3 separate regions of the Zea mays genome follow, and all the other regions are linked to region 2. Evidence: chromatin contacts called from public Hi-C data. All regions are on one chromosome and are shown on one strand. Each heading gives the region's core, a stretch centred on a gene start, on an enhancer-like site or on the middle of the called end of the contact. The rest is flanking DNA. Distances are from core to core; before and after follow the strand shown. Region 1 holds the start of LOC103640633 (putative pentatricopeptide repeat-containing protein At3g25970). Region 2 holds the start of LOC103640631 (2-aminoethanethiol dioxygenase-like). Region 3 has its middle 100 kb from the start of LOC111590781.

Region 1 (3,855 bases), core at 336-2,835, 200 kb after region 2:
AATATTCCCATCATAGTAGTGCATAAAATGGTCTTAAATGTTTAATCCATAAATTGGCTCGTTATGTTTTTGTCCAATGGCAATTGCGGGTAATTTCGATTAAACTTTAAGGGGAGGTCCATATTTGGTTGGTTGAGGAGCTGTTTTAAGGGAGGGTGGAGCAGGTTTTTTTAGATCCCACCTTTTTTCACAAAAACGACTTCCGATCTTTCAGCTGCACACGAGAATCAGTTTAAAAAAATACCCGTTTGGCACGGCTGCTCCAGATCCTCGCTTAGAATCAGGAGCTGGAGCTGTGCCAAACGGGCCCTTATACTCACATGGGTATGAGTATGAATATGAGGGTAAATCCATATATATCAGTGTATATGGATGATTCGATAAAGTTATTTTTATGTCGTCGGTACGAGTATAGATATTAGTAACCAATGATTATTTATTCATTGCCATCTCTAACTGCCACCGCCCACCAGCCACTCCATCTAGTTCGCAGCCGGCCCCGGCCTCCACTCACCAGTAGCTCGGGCTCGGCGGTGGCCCCGACCTCGACTGCGAGTGGCGAGCCCTCGACGCCGCCAGCGGCCAGCCCCGGACTCTCGCACTCCACCAGCAGAGGCACCAGTCCATCACTCCGTCGTCAATTCGTCATCGTGATTCGTGAACCGGCTTCCGCGCCTTCGTCCAGCAAGCCGCCATCAGCCTGCTTCGGTTGTACCTTCTTATTTGCAGCAAGCCATTGCCCTCGCCCCCTATGGCAACACCAACAGAGCAGTCATCTAACAATGTATGATTTGATTTTGATGATGGATGTGTCCTCTACAGCCGGTTAATAGAGACCGGATTAAGTTTAATCCAACTATCGTCTCTTTAATCGAGCCCTTAATCGAGAGGACCCACGTTAACCTTGATTAAAGCCCGCAGGCACACAATGCTATAAATATAGAACTGATGGGTCGCAGAAAAGACTAACGCTAATACCTCGTCTTAAAACTCTAGTTCCCAGAGGCCCCATCGCCTAAACGTCCTGAAAACGCTACAATCCACTGCGGCCTCGGATCTCGACGTCCAAGCCACCTCTGTAGGACGACAGCGTCGGGATTAGAGATGGTGGGCGAGGATCGGATCCGTCTCCTCCACTACAGAGCAACGATATGTCATCCTAATCACCTCTGTTTATATGTTCATAGTGAGCACATGCATAGATTCAATGCTATTCATTCAAGTAACCTCGGATTAGTCTAAGTAGGACACTATTAGAGCAACTCTAAAAGAACGAGTAAATTAACCCAAAACAGATATTAATCAAGAATAGTGTTTTTTCTTACTTCAATAGCTCCCTCATTTTTTTCCTAAAAAATTGGTGTCCCGCATCCACAGTCTCCCCTCCCTCATATTTTGGTGTGTTCTATCCCTCTCCAATCAATTTCTCAACGTATCAAATCATCATCAGCCTCCCGACGGATTACGCCACATATCATATTTAAAATAACTGTTGGAGTACACATTATAATTTACTCTTAAAACTTTTTAGTCTACTTTTAATAATCAGTTTTGGGGTAAAAATTTTAGGTTATTAACGTTTGCCTCCCGGCTCCGCAAATGCCCGCGCACGGCACGCGCGGGGACGCATCCACCGCCACCGTAGCCTGTATAGCTGCGCATGCACCGCCGCCAGCACCACGCACTCGCTGCCGCCAAGTCCCACGCCACGCTCCTCAAGTCCGGCGCCTCCTCCCCCACGCCCTGGAACCAGCTCCTCACAGCGTACTCCGCCACTGGCCTCGCCGCCGCGCGCCGGGTGTTCGACGAGATCCCCCACCCCGACGCGGCCTCCTGGAACTCCCTCCTTGCCGCGCACGTCGCGGCTGGAGCGCACCGGGACGCATGGCGCCTGCTTCGGGCCATGCACGCGCGGGGGCTCGCCGCCAGCACCTTCGCCCTCGGCTCGGCGCTCCGCTCCGCGGCCGCCGCGCGACGCCCTGAGCTCGGCGCCCAGCTGCAGTCATTTTCCGTCAGGTGCGGCCTCGCTGATAACGTCTTCCCTGCGAGTGCGTTGCTCGATGTGTATGCGAAATGTGGCCGCTTGGGCGATGCTCGCCGGGTGTTCGATGGAATGCCAGTGCGGAATATCGTTTCTTGGAACGCGATCATTGCTGGGTATACGGACTCTCGGAAGCCGGCAGAAGCAATGGAGCTGTTTCTTGAGATGCAGAGGGTGGGGTCGGTCCCGGATGGTACGACATTTGCTGTCTTACTCGCGACAATTGCTGGCCCAAGGTGGTATTCCTTGATGCGGCAGCTGCATGGCAAGATTGTGAAGTATGGTTCTGCGTTGGGGTTGGTAGCGCTGAATGCAGCAATCACTGCATACTCACAGTGTGATGCGCTTGCAGACTCTAGAAAGATTTTTGATGGAATTGAGAGCAGGGATCTGATATCATGGAATTCTATGCTAGGAGCCTACGCTTACCATGGGCTGGACGATGAGGCAATGAGATTCTTTGTCAGGATGATGAGAGAGAGTGGAATCCAGCCTGACATGTATAGCTTTACAAGTGCCATAAGTGTTTGTTCGGAGCATGGGTGTGATGATCAGCAAGGGAGATCGATTCATAGTTTGGTGATCAAGTTTGGGTTGGAAGGAGTCACACCTGTTTGCAATGCTATGATCGCCATGTACACTAGGTTTGCTGATAACTGCATGATGGAGGATGCTTATAACTGCTTTAGTTCTTTGGTTTTTAAGGATGCAGTCTCCTGGAACTCTATGCTAACTGGATATTCACATCACGGTTTGAGTTCTGATGCTTTGAAATTCTTCAGATGCATGCGGGCAGAGAATATTAGAACAGATGAGTTTGGGCTCTCTGCTGCTCTGAGGTCTTGCTCAGACCTTGCTGTACTTCGGCTAGGTAGACAAGTACACAGTTTGGTCGTCCAATCTGGTTTTGCTTCCAATGACTTCGTTTCAAGTTCGCTGATCTTCATGTATTCTAAGTGCGGAGTGCTTGGTGACGCAAGAAAGTCCTTCGAAGAGGCAGACAAGAGTAGCTCTGTGCCCTGGAACTCTATGATGTTTGGTTATGCTCAACATGGGCAGGCACAGACTGTGACCGACCTCTTCAATGAGATGCTGGACCTTGAGGTTCCTTTGGATCATGTGACCTTTGTTGCCCTGATTACCGCCTACAGCCATGGTGGTCTTGTAGATGAAGGGTCAGAAATTCTCAATACGATGGAAACTAGGTATAAAATTCCTATGCGAATGGAGCACTATGCATGTGGTGTTGATCTATATGGGAGGGCAGGACAGCTTGATAAAGCAAAAGAGCTTATTGAGTCTATGCCATTTCAGCCAGATGCCATAGTTTGGATGACCCTTTTAGGTGCTTGCAGAATCCATGGGAATATGGAACTAGCAAGCGATGTGGCAAGGCATTTATTTGTGGCGGAACCTCGACAGCACTCCACCTACGTTCTTCTCTCCAGCATGTATTCTGGTCTTGGTATGTGGAGTGACAGAGCAACAGTGCAGAAGGTAATGAGGAACAGGGCATTAAGCAAAATTCCTGGATGGAGCTGGATTGAGGTGAAAAATGAGGTGCATTCCTTTAACGCAGATGATAGGTCACACCCAAGGATGGTTGAAATCTTTGATATGTTAAGAATGCTGCTTCAGGTTGCACCGAGGCTTTGCTCTTCTGGAGGTGAAGAGATTCCCATGACAATATCCAGTGAAACATGACCTGCAACCTTTTGTCTTGCACATTTTTTCTTAACAACCCAGTGTTATCATTGTTTTTTTTTTTTTGAAAAGAAATTTACTGTAGGAGACTCCTACAGTATTTATTTTAT
Region 2 (4,112 bases), core at 1,400-3,899:
GGGCCTCTTTCGCCTCTAGATTGGCCTGCTTTCATTGTCTTTGTTCGTCTGGCCCATGATGGGACGCTTGAGAGGGGCAACTGTCACGTGGCCCCGAGCGAAGTTTTCGCCCTTGTGTGGATCCGAGGATATCCATCTCCCACAGCTCTACCATGACAAGATAGGTGGATTGGCAGGTGTTTTGGTTTCCTTCAATATTTCAAAGTCTATATCTCCTGCATCAAAATTTCTTTATAAGAGAAGCACACCCAGTAATGCATAGTAGCATTTTGGATGGGCATATAGGCATATTGGTAACAGTATATATAATCACCTTTAGCGTTGATCAAGCATAGGTATATGTCATCCAGTTTTGATGAAGTAGCCCTCATTTATCATGAACCAAACGCACACAATTTGTAACAGTGGCATATTCAACTCTCATATTATTGGATGATATTGGATGAGTAGGCTATACATATCAAGTACTCCCTCCGTATCAAAAATATTAGTCGTTTTAGCTCTTGATTTTTATGAAGATAAACCTAGATACATATATAAAATATATACATCAAATGTTGTATGAATATATTAATTGGTGTTTAGGCTTTGTACCTTGTTTTTGATAAATTAGACTTGCTATATTTGCTGATGAGTATAGTCACCACAATAAGTGCGTGCCCACGTTGCTACGAAATCCATAAGAATTACCTACATTAGATATAATATGAAAATATTTGGACAAAATGGCGCAACACGCACAAACTATGACCAGAATAGCCCAAACGACAAAAATGAAATATGTGGATATATATGACTTATCTGTATCATTCATCATCAGGACAAAACATCGTCTACTTGTAGTAGTAGTAGAAACAAAAATAACAAGAAAGAAAGGGCATCTAGAGAACAACGATGCAGGCCAGCAAGAAACATTGTAATCGATCGGGACTTCGTGTAACTACAGCCTATGGCTTGCTGCTGCCTGCTATACACAACGGCGGCGGCACGGCTCTGCCGCGATCAGTTAGACATAGTACAACCAGTGAGGGAGACGGCCGGCGACGTCACTCGTCGGAGATCGGCGGTCCACCATAGTGGACGCTGCACATCTTGAGCTCTCTCGGCATGTCGATCTCCTCAAGCCACGCCAGATGGCCTTGGCCCTGGCCCCGCTCCACGTCCTCGCCCGCAGCCACCACTGCAGAGCAAAGACACGAACCGGTCTCCCATACGTGAGTCACTACTCTAGTGCAACGGCAAGAACTCATGAGGTGAAAGATGCGGCCACTTACGCGAGTGGTGTGCGTACGGTAATTCCGCGTAGTACGTGCAGTCCCTGTCCTCCTCTATGGAGTAGGGGGGCCCGAGGACGTCGAGGATCGCGCAGGGCGCCATGGCGGTGAACCGGTGCATGTTCCCTCCCGCCGTCGGGTACAGCACGGAGGTGTCGCACGGCGCCGTGAAGACGTCGTCCACCACCAGTTCTGCCAGCCTCACTGCGCAGGAACAGAACAAGATCATAGACATCAGTGCTGCAGTGCAGAGGGGTTAACAACAGAAACAGACGATCAAGCCGGCGAGCGGCGACAGTGAGTGGCAGAAGCTTACGGCATGGGCCATCGGAGGACGAAGAGCTGGTGGTGCTCGTGGCGGAAGAAGGATCGGGGTCAGCAGTGTTGAGCCAGTCGTACGACTTGACGTGCATCGACCCCAGGAGCAGCTTGCTGAACACCGTCATCCCAGGGTGGTTGTGGAGCGGGATCACCGCGTTTCGCGGCAGGAAGAGGATGACCATCTGCCATAGACAAGGGGAAGGTTAGAAAACACGAGCTTTTTCAGCATTGCTGTAGTACACACACACTATCGAAATAATTCTGCCTACCGAGAAATTCGGGCATTTGTATATCGTCGTGTGCGTTATGGTCGGGGTGCCACCGCCACGTGTGGCGTCTCGAGCCCTGAAGAAGCTCAGGTCCGGGCTCAGGCCCACGTCCTCCGGCCGCATCCTGTCTGCATTTTGGTAGGAGAAGGAGTTGAGGTTTTTCAGTAAACGCATGCACGAAACAGGTGCATGATTGATGGATGCATACTATTCTGTACAGGAATTCAGATTCAGTATAAGCAGAGCAGCTAAGTGCTAGTGCTAGTGAAATTGAACAGAGTACGCGGAGGCCATGCCGGTCCATGACAACCAGTTCGTTCCAGATCGATCGCTGAAAATTACGAAATGTTCTAGTTTTTTTTGAGTCGGGTCGTGCATGGCTCACCGAGCATGTGGCGGAGCAGCTGGACCTCGCCGGGACTGGGCACGGTGCCGGGGCCCCGGAAGACGTGGCGGCAGGCCTGGAAGAGACGCTGCACGGCGCGGCGCCTGCGGCTGCAGCTGCGGCGTCCCGGCGCTGCTGCCCCGGCCGGTGGGCCCGCTGGAACCGGGTGCACCCGGCGCCTCTTGGCCTCTCGCTCCGTCGGCGCCGCCGCCTCGAGTAGGTCGAGCTGCAGCTCCACAACCCCCGCGCCCGCCGTCGCGGCCGCCGCCACCTCCATGGACCGAGCAACAGGAAGCGAGGGAGGAAAAAAGGAAGGAACGCGCTAGCTTAGCTTGGTGGTAAGACGAGGCAGGCAGTCAAGGCAACTAGGCAAGCGCGGAGGGTGGTGGCCGGTGGGTGGTGGAAGGAAAAAGGGGCCGCGACAGCAGGCGACTATAAACAGGAGGCGGAGCGGAGGAGGGGGTGACGGGGAGCCAGCAAAAACCGTGGGCTGTGTTCCCTGCCGCCACCCATCGCGAGCCAACAGGAAAGCGGGCGGGCGGGAGGGAGAGGATTGCCCCCCCTGCTGGTCACTGTCGGCGTGGCTGGCGGTGGCGGCCCGGTTCGCGGGAAGCGGAAAGCGCGGCATAACCAAAACCGACGGCGCGAGCCCGAGGCAGGGCGACGAGGAGTAGATTAGCACACAGTTTCCGGTTTCGTACATCACAATCGTTATCCGCTACGCTGCCACCGACACGTGGGCCCCACCGCGCGCCCGCGCTTGACATGCCCATACCGTTTACTTTCCAGGAGCGGTTCCGTCCGCTCTCCGCTCCGGAGTCCGGACTCCGCTAGCCGTCGGCTCGTCAAGCCCGTTTCCACGGGGGGAATCCATGAAAGAACACTAGTTTGAGACAGTGTTGAAATAGCACTCTTTTTTAAACAATTCAAAGAACAACACCAGTTTCATCAAATGAATTCAGAAAACAGCATTAATCTATATTTTTCATTCTTTTATTTCTCACCTCACAAGCAAATGGACCATATTGCCCCTATCATTTCATAGCCTTGTTTTATTATCTATTCTTTCAATAGGAACAACATAAATGCATGCAAGTATGTGAGCTCTATTTTTATATTGGTAAGCATAATGTTGAACATAAAAATAAACATAGATGTTCTATAAAGGAAGAAGTCTAGATTTAACCATTGAACTTCAAAGATATATTTTGCGGTGGAGAGAGTAGTTTTTAAAGAACATACAATTTTTTTGAACATGACGGGTGATTGAAGTTTTTTGAAAAAAAAACAACCACTTCAAATAAAAAAGAACAGAGGATATACAATCGAAGACCTTTCAGTGAACCAAGTATGTCTAATTTCAACAGTTCGATAACGAAGATACCTAGGTTTGAAGTTCATGTTCAATAGTTAAATCTAGACTTCTTCCTTCATAAACAATGTGTGTCTGTTTGTATGTTTAACACTATAAAAAATGGAGCTAATATATTTTATCTATTTATGTTTTTCTTATGGACAGAAGAGATAAAAAGAGGGTTATGAAATGAATAGGTGTACTTTGGTCCACTTGTATGTGGTATAAGCAATGAAAGAATGCAAAATATAGATGAAGTGCTGCTTTCTAAATTAATTTAGTGAAACAGGTGCTGTTCTAAGAATTACTTGAAAACGGATGCTATTTTCTGAATGTCGTTTCAAACCAGTGTTGTTTTGTGGATTCTCCCGTTTGCACGGTGTGAGTGCTGACACTCCGTTTCCCACTGTCGGCCTTGTTTTCATGCATCCACCTTAATTCCGTCAGTTCTAGATACCACGACCACGACATCAGATTTTTTTATATTATTTTTTGCAGTCAAACATATT
Region 3 (3,863 bases), core at 219-2,718, 240 kb before region 2:
CAGAGTTACAGGAATGGATTGGGATCAATTGATCCGGTTTACATGGATCAAGCGTGGACTGAGCTGCTAGACGCACGGAGCCAGTCAACAGCTACCAGTAAACTAGCGAACCTCTAACAGAATACATACACATACTCTTAACATCGATCTCCGCCAGCCACGCTAGACGGCCTTGGCCCCACTCCACGTCCACGCCGTCGAGGTCACCGCCTGCGCCCGCCACTGCAAAAGCATAGACATGGACCGGTCTCCCCGTACGTGAGTCTCTAGTGCAACGGCAAGAAGAACTCATGTACTGCTGGTAATTACATGAAAACGAAGGAATGGCAATTGGCATCCACTAAGCAATTGAAGCAATTGAACGCAAAAATCATTTACAGAGGTGGAAGATGTGCGTGGGTGGTTACTTACTCGAATGGTGTGTGTATGGTATGTCCGCGTAGTACGTGCAGTCCCTGTCCTCCTCTATGGAGGAAGGGGCTCGAGGACGTCGAGGATCGTGCAGTTCGCCATGACGGTGAACTGGTGCATGTTCCCTCCTACCGTCGGGTATAGCACGGAGGTGTCGCACGTACGGCGCTGTGAAGACGTCGTCCACCACCAGTTCTACCAGCCTCACTGCGCAGGAACAGAACAAGATCTTAGACATCACTACATCAGAACATGTGTATGTATCTATCTGCTCTACAGAGGGTTAACAAGAGAAACAGACGATCACGCCGGCGACAGTGCTAAGGAGCAGAACCATACGACACTGTCAACGCCGGGAGAAAGACGGCGGCTGAGGTAGAGAAGGAGTTGAGGGAGGAAGAATGAATACGAAGATAGAACGTAGTGATAGGTATTATGTTCTTTCTTGAGTTCCACTTCTCCACAACAGAGGAATAAGTACTCGTTATTACATGGGCTGACAAATCATTAGTTCACCCATTCCGGGCCCACCAAACGAGAGTTGGGCATAGTCTTCCTTCTGGGCCGTCCACCCGCAACGGAGTCTGCTTGATCAGCTCCCGCGTACGAAACGTGATATGCTCCGTCGTCTTCTGCTTCCTCCGTGGCTGTAGCTTCTTGTGCCTCCGGTACATTACTGACAGACATGGTCCACATGGATTCACCATCGGAGGATGAAGAACTAGTAGTGCTCGCAGAAGGATCAGGACCAGCGCGGAGCCAGTCGTACGACTTGATGTGCATCGACCCGAGGAGCAGCTTGCCGAACACCGTCATTCCAGGGTGGTTGTGGAGAGGGATCACCACGTTTCATGGCAAGAATAGTGTCACAATCTGCCAAACGTACGGGAAGGTTTGATAAAAACACGAGCTTTTCAGTACTGCACACCATCAAACAAAATTAAGCACAGTCAGGTGTCAGCCTACCGAGAAACTCGGGCATTTGTATATCGCCGTGTGCGTTATCGTCGGGACGACCTGAGCAGTGGCGGTGTCTCGAGCCCTAAAGAATCTCAGGTCTGGGCTTAGGCCCACATCCTCTGGCCGCATTCCCTCTGCACTTGATAGGAGCAGGAGTTCAGATTTCAGCAAACCCATGCACGAAACGTGTGCATACATGCTGTTCTTCAGAGCGGAACCTCGAGAATGAAATCGTCCATGTCTTTTGTGTTGTATTCGATTGTGATTTGTTTCTTCCTCACCCTCACTCTAAAGTTCTCTTGCTTGCGCTTGATTCTAACTCATTTGTGTTGCTCCTGAAGTAATTTCACAATCATATTTAGCAACTCTAACAAGAACTTCTCTCCCTCGCTTCGATTAAGTTGTTTTCTTGTTCTAACGCCTAACCAGGGTTTGAGTTTTTGTATATAGTGATAAATTTTATGTTTCGCCTATTCACCTCTCCTCTAGGCGACTTTCAATTCTCCAATTCCAATTCCCTCATCTCTTCATGCATCCTTTTGTGTTATTTGTCACTTAGAACCTCAAACATTTAATCTGATCAATTCTGCCACATCTTTGAGTTCCAATATACTATAATGGTCATCAAGAACCTTTCCAAACTCAGGACTGGCCCAAACACTAAAATCAAAGTGAGCACAACTTTTAAGTCCTTCCATGTTCTAACTTTGATACTTTCAGCTTGATCTTGTGACCATGTCCTTTTCTTGAGCTAGTACCTCTTGAGACTTATGACTTGAACCATCCAAATGTATATAAATTACTCTGATGAATTCAAGTCACGTCTTCTTATGTTGTCGTCTTCAATATCACACAACTCTTCACATGTTGATCACCTTTGACTCTTGCAAGCAGTTTCTTCTTCACTTTAGCTTTTGATACCTCAATCTTCTTGACCTTCTCCTTTACTTAGTTCCTCGAAGTTATTCCTTACCTTAGTCCTTGGTCTACCAAACTGACTCCAAGTCAAGTTCAATGACTAGCAACTTAATCAATGTCCATTCTGCTTAACCTTATTCAACTTAGGATTACTCTCCTTAGCATGACCTCTCTTGGACTTGATTGGTTCTTCGACTCAATGTAATTACTTGCTTCTTCACCTTAGCTTTGGTACATAAATCCTCTTTACCATCTCCTTTGCTTAGTTCTTCGAAGCCATATTTCCATGCTATCTTCACATTATCAAGCCTTCCTTAAGTCATACCATCTTGAGTGTACATTGAATATCCTTCTTGTGATATACATTCAATCCGTTGTCTTGATCCTTGTACGATATCCACTTTCATACCTAAGTTCCTATTCAACACTCAACAGGCTTGATTAGTCATTTAATTTTGTTTTCATTCAAACACCAAATCCCACAAAGGGCTAGATGCACTTTCAGAAGGATTGTGGATAGGATTTTTTTCTCAAGAAAAGAATAGGAACAGACCAACCAATGAAAAAATGATTTTTAAGTTAGATAATTTGAATAAGAAAATATCAGGTTAACGTATGCCAACACTTCTATAACTATTTTCAATATTATTTTTAGCTTGGAAAGTTAGTAATTTCTCTCTCACTATATTTGCCAACTTCCGAGGGAAGACGTACCTTCGATGCTAGCAAAGCGCCCTCTAAGACTCTGTCAGCAGAAGATAGAGCTACAGTGAGCCTGGGTGGGACCAACCTAGCATTCTCGGGATCCTCTACTGTAGAGGCCAAGCCTCCAACCAGCCATGTCCTAACGCCCTACAAAATCCTCTAACATTTCTCATGATTCCTCTAGGATGAGACGGTCCCGACGCCACGTGCTCCCCTCACCAAGACAAGATGTGGTGCTAGATAAATAAAATATAGCGCATGTCCATCGCTATGGTGTATCCATGAATACTAAATGGTGTGCGTTGGTACCATAGTCCATATAGCCATGTCTAGAGTTCTAGGCCTACCACAAGCACTATAAAGAACATGTAGCTATACTGCCTACTACTACACCGTACTCAACAACGTGGACACTCATAGCGATCATTGTAGCACAACATGCTTACTACAATGACAAGAGTATGAGTCGACATGCATCACATACGAATCAACAAATATGACATGATAGGGTTGATGAATGTGAGGTTACGGTTGTGGTGGTGACAGGCTGACAGCGATGGGGGTAGCCTAGTCGAGGCTAGGTTGAATGATGAGTGGATTGTTTGGTGGTAGCTTTGATATGGTAACTCATCCATTGCAACTTCTCAAGCATCTATTTTGTTGTTTTTCTTCGTAGCCATTAGCAATGATGCATAATAGGCTACTACGACAAACATCATTTACAAAACAAACATGTGTTACAAACATTACAATAAAGTCATACGAGAGAATTGAACAAGTTTTTTGGAATTTTGTTGAAAAATTATAAAGGTTTACCTGATTGAAGGACTCTATGAATAAATGGGTTGTCTCTGAGAACAAATTTTGTA

What was found. A called contact is a pair of places that touch in the nucleus more often than the background predicts.
Region 1: a Hi-C map of bundle sheath shows a contact between it and region 2, with 4 times the contacts expected there. The contact joins the promoter of LOC103640633 here to the promoter of LOC103640631 in region 2. A contact is called at or near these places in 9 of 25 Hi-C or Micro-C datasets (bundle sheath, ear, endosperm and 4 more).
Region 3: a contact with region 2 is called in a Hi-C map of ear, with 3 times the contacts expected there. The contact joins the enhancer-like site here to the promoter of LOC103640631 in region 2. A contact is called at or near these places in 5 of 25 Hi-C or Micro-C datasets (ear, leaf, root tip and 1 more) and 1 of 3 datasets of contacts at active chromatin or transcription factors (leaf).

Annotation. Positions count from the first base shown.
Region 1 is chr1:181,024,520-181,028,374 of Zm-B73-REFERENCE-NAM-5.0, forward strand. It overlaps LOC103640633 (putative pentatricopeptide repeat-containing protein At3g25970), which reads left to right and starts at 1,586. Exons shown (of 1, transcript XM_008664090.3): 1 at 1,586-3,855. The coding sequence starts at 1,661. The coding sequence ends at 3,745.
Region 2 is chr1:180,825,072-180,829,183 of Zm-B73-REFERENCE-NAM-5.0, forward strand. It overlaps LOC103640631 (2-aminoethanethiol dioxygenase-like), which reads right to left and starts at 2,650. Exons shown (of 5, transcript NM_001329842.1): 1 at 2,250-2,650; 2 at 1,865-1,992; 3 at 1,591-1,777; 4 at 1,275-1,478; 5 at 757-1,180. The coding sequence starts at 2,526. The coding sequence ends at 1,047.
Region 3 is chr1:180,583,398-180,587,260 of Zm-B73-REFERENCE-NAM-5.0, forward strand. It overlaps the pseudogene LOC103645083. Among protein-coding and RNA genes, the nearest start is that of LOC111590781, 100 kb to the left of the region's middle. Within about 2 kb of position 1,469, at least 8 of the 20 cell types and tissues checked have an H3K27ac peak or open chromatin away from gene starts, as enhancers often do. A contact at or near this core is called in ear and tassel, where this site is marked.